Regions from separate parts of the Zea mays genome. Here region 1 is linked to region 2. A link is a contact called in public Hi-C data. All regions are on one chromosome and are shown on one strand. Each heading gives the region's core, a stretch centred on a gene start, on an enhancer-like site or on the middle of the called end of the contact. The rest is flanking DNA. Distances are from core to core; before and after follow the strand shown.

Region 1 (2,902 bases), core at 383-2,882, 160 kb after region 2:
TCAAACAAGATAAATCCTATATAATAGCATCTTGCATGTTCCATCATCATATCAAACTAACAATTTTGTTTTTCTATCATCATGTGACATTACCCAGTTGACCAAATGACTCTTGAAAAGAGGAGCATTTGCCACTTCTTGGCTTGCAAAGGTACTCTGACCTGCATCCATATATGCCAAGCATAAAAGTGTATTGCGTGTTTTGGTAGTAAGGTTCCTGATTAGCATGATGCACTTCTACGTGTTGGTTTACTAAAGAAGCACATGATCAAGCAAATAGGTGATACGCTACTTTATTTCTTATTCTTACATGCATCTGAGTTTTATGGTTTCTTCGGTCTTCTTTCTTTCTCCATTTTTTATTTGTTCTTAGTGAAGTTATGTCCAAAATTGATAAAAGGAATAGCTCATACAAACTTGATAGGTTGGTATCTTTTTTTATCAGCATTTTTTTTATTTATTTTAGCGTTTGTCACTTTCCAAAATCCTATTGTTGCGTAAATTATAAATCTTGCACGTTGTCACACGCGCGCAGTGCGCGCGTTAGCTACTAGTCTAAAACTACATAAGACACATTTTCCATCGGATGTGTTATCCGGTGAAGTAAATGACATGTTCGGTGCTACTATAATTGTCCAAGTTGTATTGTCAACCATTTTTATTTGTTTTTTTTTTCTTCCAAACTTTTTATTATTGTGACATATTTTACCTATCCCTTTAAAACATATGTTAGTCACAATAATATTGCACTGTCATTAGTTATCAAAACTAAACTACAACCTAGATGGTTTCGGTCGGCTTGGCCAGTTTACATTTCACACTAGTGTGACCTTTTTTGAGTACTACTTAAACCATCCTAGCCGGTTGTACAGTCCTTGGAGCCCAAAATCTCTCCTCGAAAAGATGATTTCGATGCAAATGAACTCCGATTCTCTAGGATGTCATTAAGTGCCACCCACGGTCAATCAACCGATCTCTTTGGTCTTCCGGTCAACTCCTCGACACATGTCCGTTGCTGCTCCATCGAATCCATTTGAGTTTTACTATCGCCATAGACTATCTCTACTAGTCTTATCCATCACATTAATTATTTCAAACTACAGACTACAATATAACGGTGTTTTGTACTGCCATAGCCTTAGAATCCTAGGCAAAAGACTGTCACGCAGCCAGATTGCAGATCAACGGATGCACAGGCGCGCGCACATGCGGCTCTGTTGACGCCATCTCAGACCAAATCCACGGCGTTCGTGCACCGATCCATGACTGTTTCAACGCTCCAGGCTTGCACTGCAGCAGCTACTCCCCTCCGGCTATTTCATTGAAATAAAGCTGCCCTGGCTTTAATTTGCCACGCCGAGAGGCAGAGCATGTGCCGGGCACATGCTGCATGCGCCGCTCACCAGGAAGCATCCGCGGAGCAACAAAGGTGTGTCGCTGCTGCTTCCATGTCAGTCAGGGCCAAATAAATCGCATGTGCTCATTGTCATTGGTTCGCATGCGTTCGCAGCAGCACTGGCGCACTGCACAGAGGCAGTGAAAGCGAAGCTCGAGGTCCACGACAGCGTGTGTGAATGAATTCCTCCAGAGAAGCTTCCAGCTGCGACGGCGAGCGACATCGCGTTCGCGTAGCAGTGGAGGCAGGAGGATCGGCAACGCAGGGCCGTGGTGGGCCTTCGTGCCCATCCAGTCCACTCTGCATTTTCTTTCGCCGTCGTCGGGATGCAGACGCGTGCGTCCCTCCAACAGGTACGAGCAGGCCGATCGCGCCAGCAGAAACAACACAAACAACAGCATATTTTCTGGGAGATAAGCACTAGAAACTAAAATTTGACATATTTAAGCAGCAGGATTCACATGGCATTCATCAAGATAATTTGCTTCAGTTCCCACTGACAGATATGTCACTCGTCTACACGCACATCGAATAAAATACAACAAATTACAATCGCTATTTCGTACATCCAAAAAAAAATCCTGGGTGCAAACCCATGCTTGGTCAAAATTGTTTGTTGCCCAGCGCATCAAATTTCATTGGGATTTGTGGATATCTGAATACTCATACCTTACTCCTCTTGGTACCTTTCTTTTCAGCTTCCCTGTCACAAAAATACCAACACATATGAGAAAACGATGATATGAGACAAATACCGATAGGAAGTGAAAATGACATGTCAAATAATTCTTACCAGTCTCGCCTCAGCTTGAATTGCCATTTCCTTTTTGTCTTCTTGCCACTCACCTGATTCTTCTCTTGAACACCCGAGAAGCTCACAGGGCCAGATTTTTTAGTTTTAACAGAATCTATCTTCCTTTTGTGGCTCGTTTGCTTGGTTTGTTCACGTTGCTCTTCTTTCCCATCTCCATTTGTTTCAGTGCTTTCAGGGCCATCAACTTCCTTGGTATCGGTATCCTTATTTTTATTGAGATGCTTTCCTGACCTATTAGGTTCACGTTTATGCCCTCCAGCCTCTTTGGTCACACTTGTTCTTTTATTAGTCACCTTACTCTTTTTATGATTTATCATCTGCACAGTTTTTTCATCTTTACCAGGAACAGCTGTCTCCTGTTCATTAGAAATAACTTTCTCATCTTCTCCATCGGCCTTCTCAGCTGCTCCTTCGGACGCTTTAGGCTGCTCAGAAGTCACCGGGATTGTATTGCTTAACTTTTTCAGCTGTATGGAATAGCACAAAAAACATGGCATGTCAATAGATGCTCTAAAATACTACCTCTGTCCTGTGTGTTCTTTTTAGGATCTCACCTGCGCAAATTTTTCAAATTACTCTTCAAAAATTATATATTAACAACATTGATGAAATTACAATGTTTGGATGTTATCAAATTATATTTTGTGATGCTCGATACTAATCTTCATGTAAAAATATATAATTATTTCCTG
Region 2 (2,897 bases), core at 281-2,780:
TTGTAGCATGTATAGAAGCATGTTTCAGGAGCATCCAAAAGGAATTGTTTAACATCAATAACAGAATCTCCTGGGCTTAGCTGTAAATAACAGCATACCATGAAACACACAGAACTAGTAAAGTTGAATAGACAAGGAAAGAAAACTATTTACAGTTACCTGCAGCTCAAGCTTTTCACCTGATTGTGTCCTGACAGGAACAGCGTATAGATGAAGCTCTCCTGCTTGAATGATTAATTGTTAAAGCAGCAGCACATTCACAGGAATTTTCTCCATTTAAAAGCATGCAGGCAAGGTTTTTCAGGCAAAACAACAACAATACAGCATCCTAAATTACATATATGAAAGTTCTAACAGTCCAACTGAAACGTGTAATCTGATGTAGATGATTACTCTAACTGAGCTTGGCCAGAAAAACTAGATCACTACAAAGCACTAGTATTTTCAATACATTTATCCAAAATCACTAGTGTAAGCACAGCATACAAAACAACAAAGGAGCAGACATGTCACTCATTCAGCAATCAGCATAAATTCAGCCAAAGAACATACTAGATCAAAAGTATATTGTCCAACTGTACCCAGATAAAACACAATGTCCAAACGTGTTCACCATATTACTATTCAAGCAATACAATACAACTGCAGCATGTCAGTGTCAGTGATCAGTGAATAAGTAAAGAAACCATAGCCTCACCTTCAGCTGGCTTTCTTGCAGGCTGCACAACCTCCAGGGCATCCCCGTCTCCTTTCTCAACATTTTTCACACCATCCTCCGTGACGGGGGGTTCGTTTACTTCCCCATTCTCTGGATTCACCACTTCGGCTCCGTCAGTCGCCGGCACCTCTGGCTCAGCAGAGGCGGACTGACCAGCGCCCTGCGCCTTTCCTTTGTTCTTCCCACCCTTGGTTTTCCCCGCCATATTCCTGCTTTAAGCAGAAACCGACATCAACAAATCTAATTAGGCCAAAAAAATACAAATTCACATAACAGCATACACCATGGCTCTCTAAAGAGAGATATACATCGCCAGCTCTACATAACCACAACGCAACAAAATATCAGCCGAACTCACGATCTGCTGGAGGATCAAAACCCTAAACCCTCTCACCAATCGAGACTCCTCCACCTCAGCGGGACGCCCAGCCAAGATGGATTCGATCAAAACAGCGTTCATATAAAGGGGATTTGGTTGGGAAGTGAGAGTAACCTACCGCCGCCGCCGAAGCTTCGGCTCACGGAAGATGAGAGGCGGCGCGAAGACGAGAACGAGGACGGAGGGGGCTGCAATCGCCGGCCGCGCCTTTTATACGGATGGGCAGACCATCCTAATCTCTCGTGCGGCCTCTGCGACTGGGAGTCTGCCAGTCTGGGTCACACGCTCGCGTTGGTTTGCTTCTTTTCCTTATTTTTCTTTCCGTCGGCCATCGCTGCGCATGCACCAGCTTAGACTGTGGCAGCATATTGTGCATAGGGCATTGGTCATGTCTAAAAGTAGTTATTAAAATTAGATATTTCCTATATATTAAAGCCGAACAGAAACGGCAATGATGAGGCCATCCACGTCGTCAAAATTTTTTTGAACCGTCCGATCGTCAATCACCGGTTGATGTCTCATCTCGCTCGTAAAGCTCTCCGCTCAAAGCTCCACGGACGGAAACTGGCCTCCGCGACGCTTCCAGAACCAGCGCCTCATCCCCTTTCCCCCCTGATACGACTTCCAGAACCAGCGTCTCATCCCCTTTCCCCCCCTGATACGACGCTTCCTCTCCCCCTTCTGGGCAGCGACGCCTTGGGGAGCCGCCGCACGCTCCGCTCCCTGCACCTCATCCCCTTCCCCTACTCCCCCTCACACGACGTGCGGCGGTGCGAGGACCGGCCCTGGCACCAGCGCCCTCGGTGCCTGGAGCAGTGCAGGGAGGAGGAGCGGGAGAAGCGGCAAGAGCGGAGCAGGCACGAGGCCGACGACCGCAGCGGCGAGGGCTCGTCGGAGGATGAGCGCGAGCAGGAGAAGGAGGAGAAGCAGAAGGACCGGCAGTCGTACGTGTTCGACTGGCGCAGCCTCCGACGAGCGCGAGCAGGAGAAGGAGGAGAAGCAGAAGGACCGGCGGCCGTACGAGCAGTCCGGCTGCTGCAAGCCGCCGACGGCGTGCCAGTACAGCGGAGGCATGCCAGTCGGGGCGCAGGACGAGGACTGCTACCGGTGGAACGCCCCGGACATCCTCTGCTACCGGTGCGACTCGTGCAGGGCCGGCGTGATGGAGCAGGTGCGCCAAGACTGGCACAAGATCTTTGTGCTCGACGTCGCCGTGCTCGCCGCTCTCGTCTGCATCTGCTCATGCGGGTGTTGTGCCTTCAGGAACGCTCGCCACTCCCGGTCCCAGTACCCATACGGGGTAAACCAAACGTCCAAGATAAACCCACGCTGGGACTACTGGTACTCTAAGATAGAGAGTTCTGTTGTTTACTCTCTCTGCTTTCCCATTTATCGCCTCTTATTGTTTGTAGAGTAAAATTTAAAATAGGAGATGTGATTAGTAGGACCGCTGAAGATAACCTTATTGGGCAGTAAACAATCCCATGACCAAAACAAAACATGAATCTATGTGCTTTTATGCCTGTTTGTTTTCTATGGTTTTTAACGCTGCTTTATATGTGCTTTTTTTGCTGTAGGTGGCGATGATGGGGTGGTAGAAGAGAACAGATCTACTAGGCTAGCTGTAGCTTCTCAATGCATGTATGATATTTTGATCCAATCTTCTATGGTAAAAGATAAAATAACACTTGGGATCTGTATGTGTTATTAGCCCCTGTGGTACTCTATTTGTTTCCAGGTCTGCAGAGTTTAGTTTCTATAGATATTTGAGTTAAGAGGAGACTAAGCCATGAAGTAAAA

The links. A called contact is a pair of places that touch in the nucleus more often than the background predicts.
Region 1: a contact with region 2 is called in a Hi-C map of leaf, with 7 times the contacts expected there. The contact joins the enhancer-like site here to the promoter of LOC103653996 in region 2. A contact is called at or near these places in 2 of 25 Hi-C or Micro-C datasets (ear and leaf).

What each region holds. Positions count from the first base shown.
Region 1 is chr4:167,900,554-167,903,455 of Zm-B73-REFERENCE-NAM-5.0, forward strand. LOC100191678 (S-adenosyl-L-methionine-dependent methyltransferase superfamily protein) reads right to left here. Exons shown (of 17, transcript NM_001137107.1): 16 at 2,190-2,677; 17 at 1,855-2,099. The coding sequence ends at 2,060. Among protein-coding and RNA genes, the nearest start is that of LOC100191678, 8.7 kb to the right of the region's middle. Within about 2 kb of position 1,633, at least 18 of the 20 cell types and tissues checked have an H3K27ac peak or open chromatin away from gene starts, as enhancers often do. A contact at or near this core is called in ear and leaf, where this site is marked.
Region 2 is chr4:167,737,121-167,740,017 of Zm-B73-REFERENCE-NAM-5.0, forward strand. LOC103653996 (tetraspanin-6) reads left to right here and starts at 1,531. Exons shown (of 3, transcript XR_004857869.1): 1 at 1,531-2,438; 2 at 2,675-2,738; 3 at 2,836-2,897. It overlaps LOC103653997 (clustered mitochondria protein), which reads right to left and starts at 1,497. Exons shown (of 29, transcript XM_008680820.2): 1 at 1,216-1,497; 2 at 698-927; 3 at 160-221; 4 at 1-80. The coding sequence starts at 923.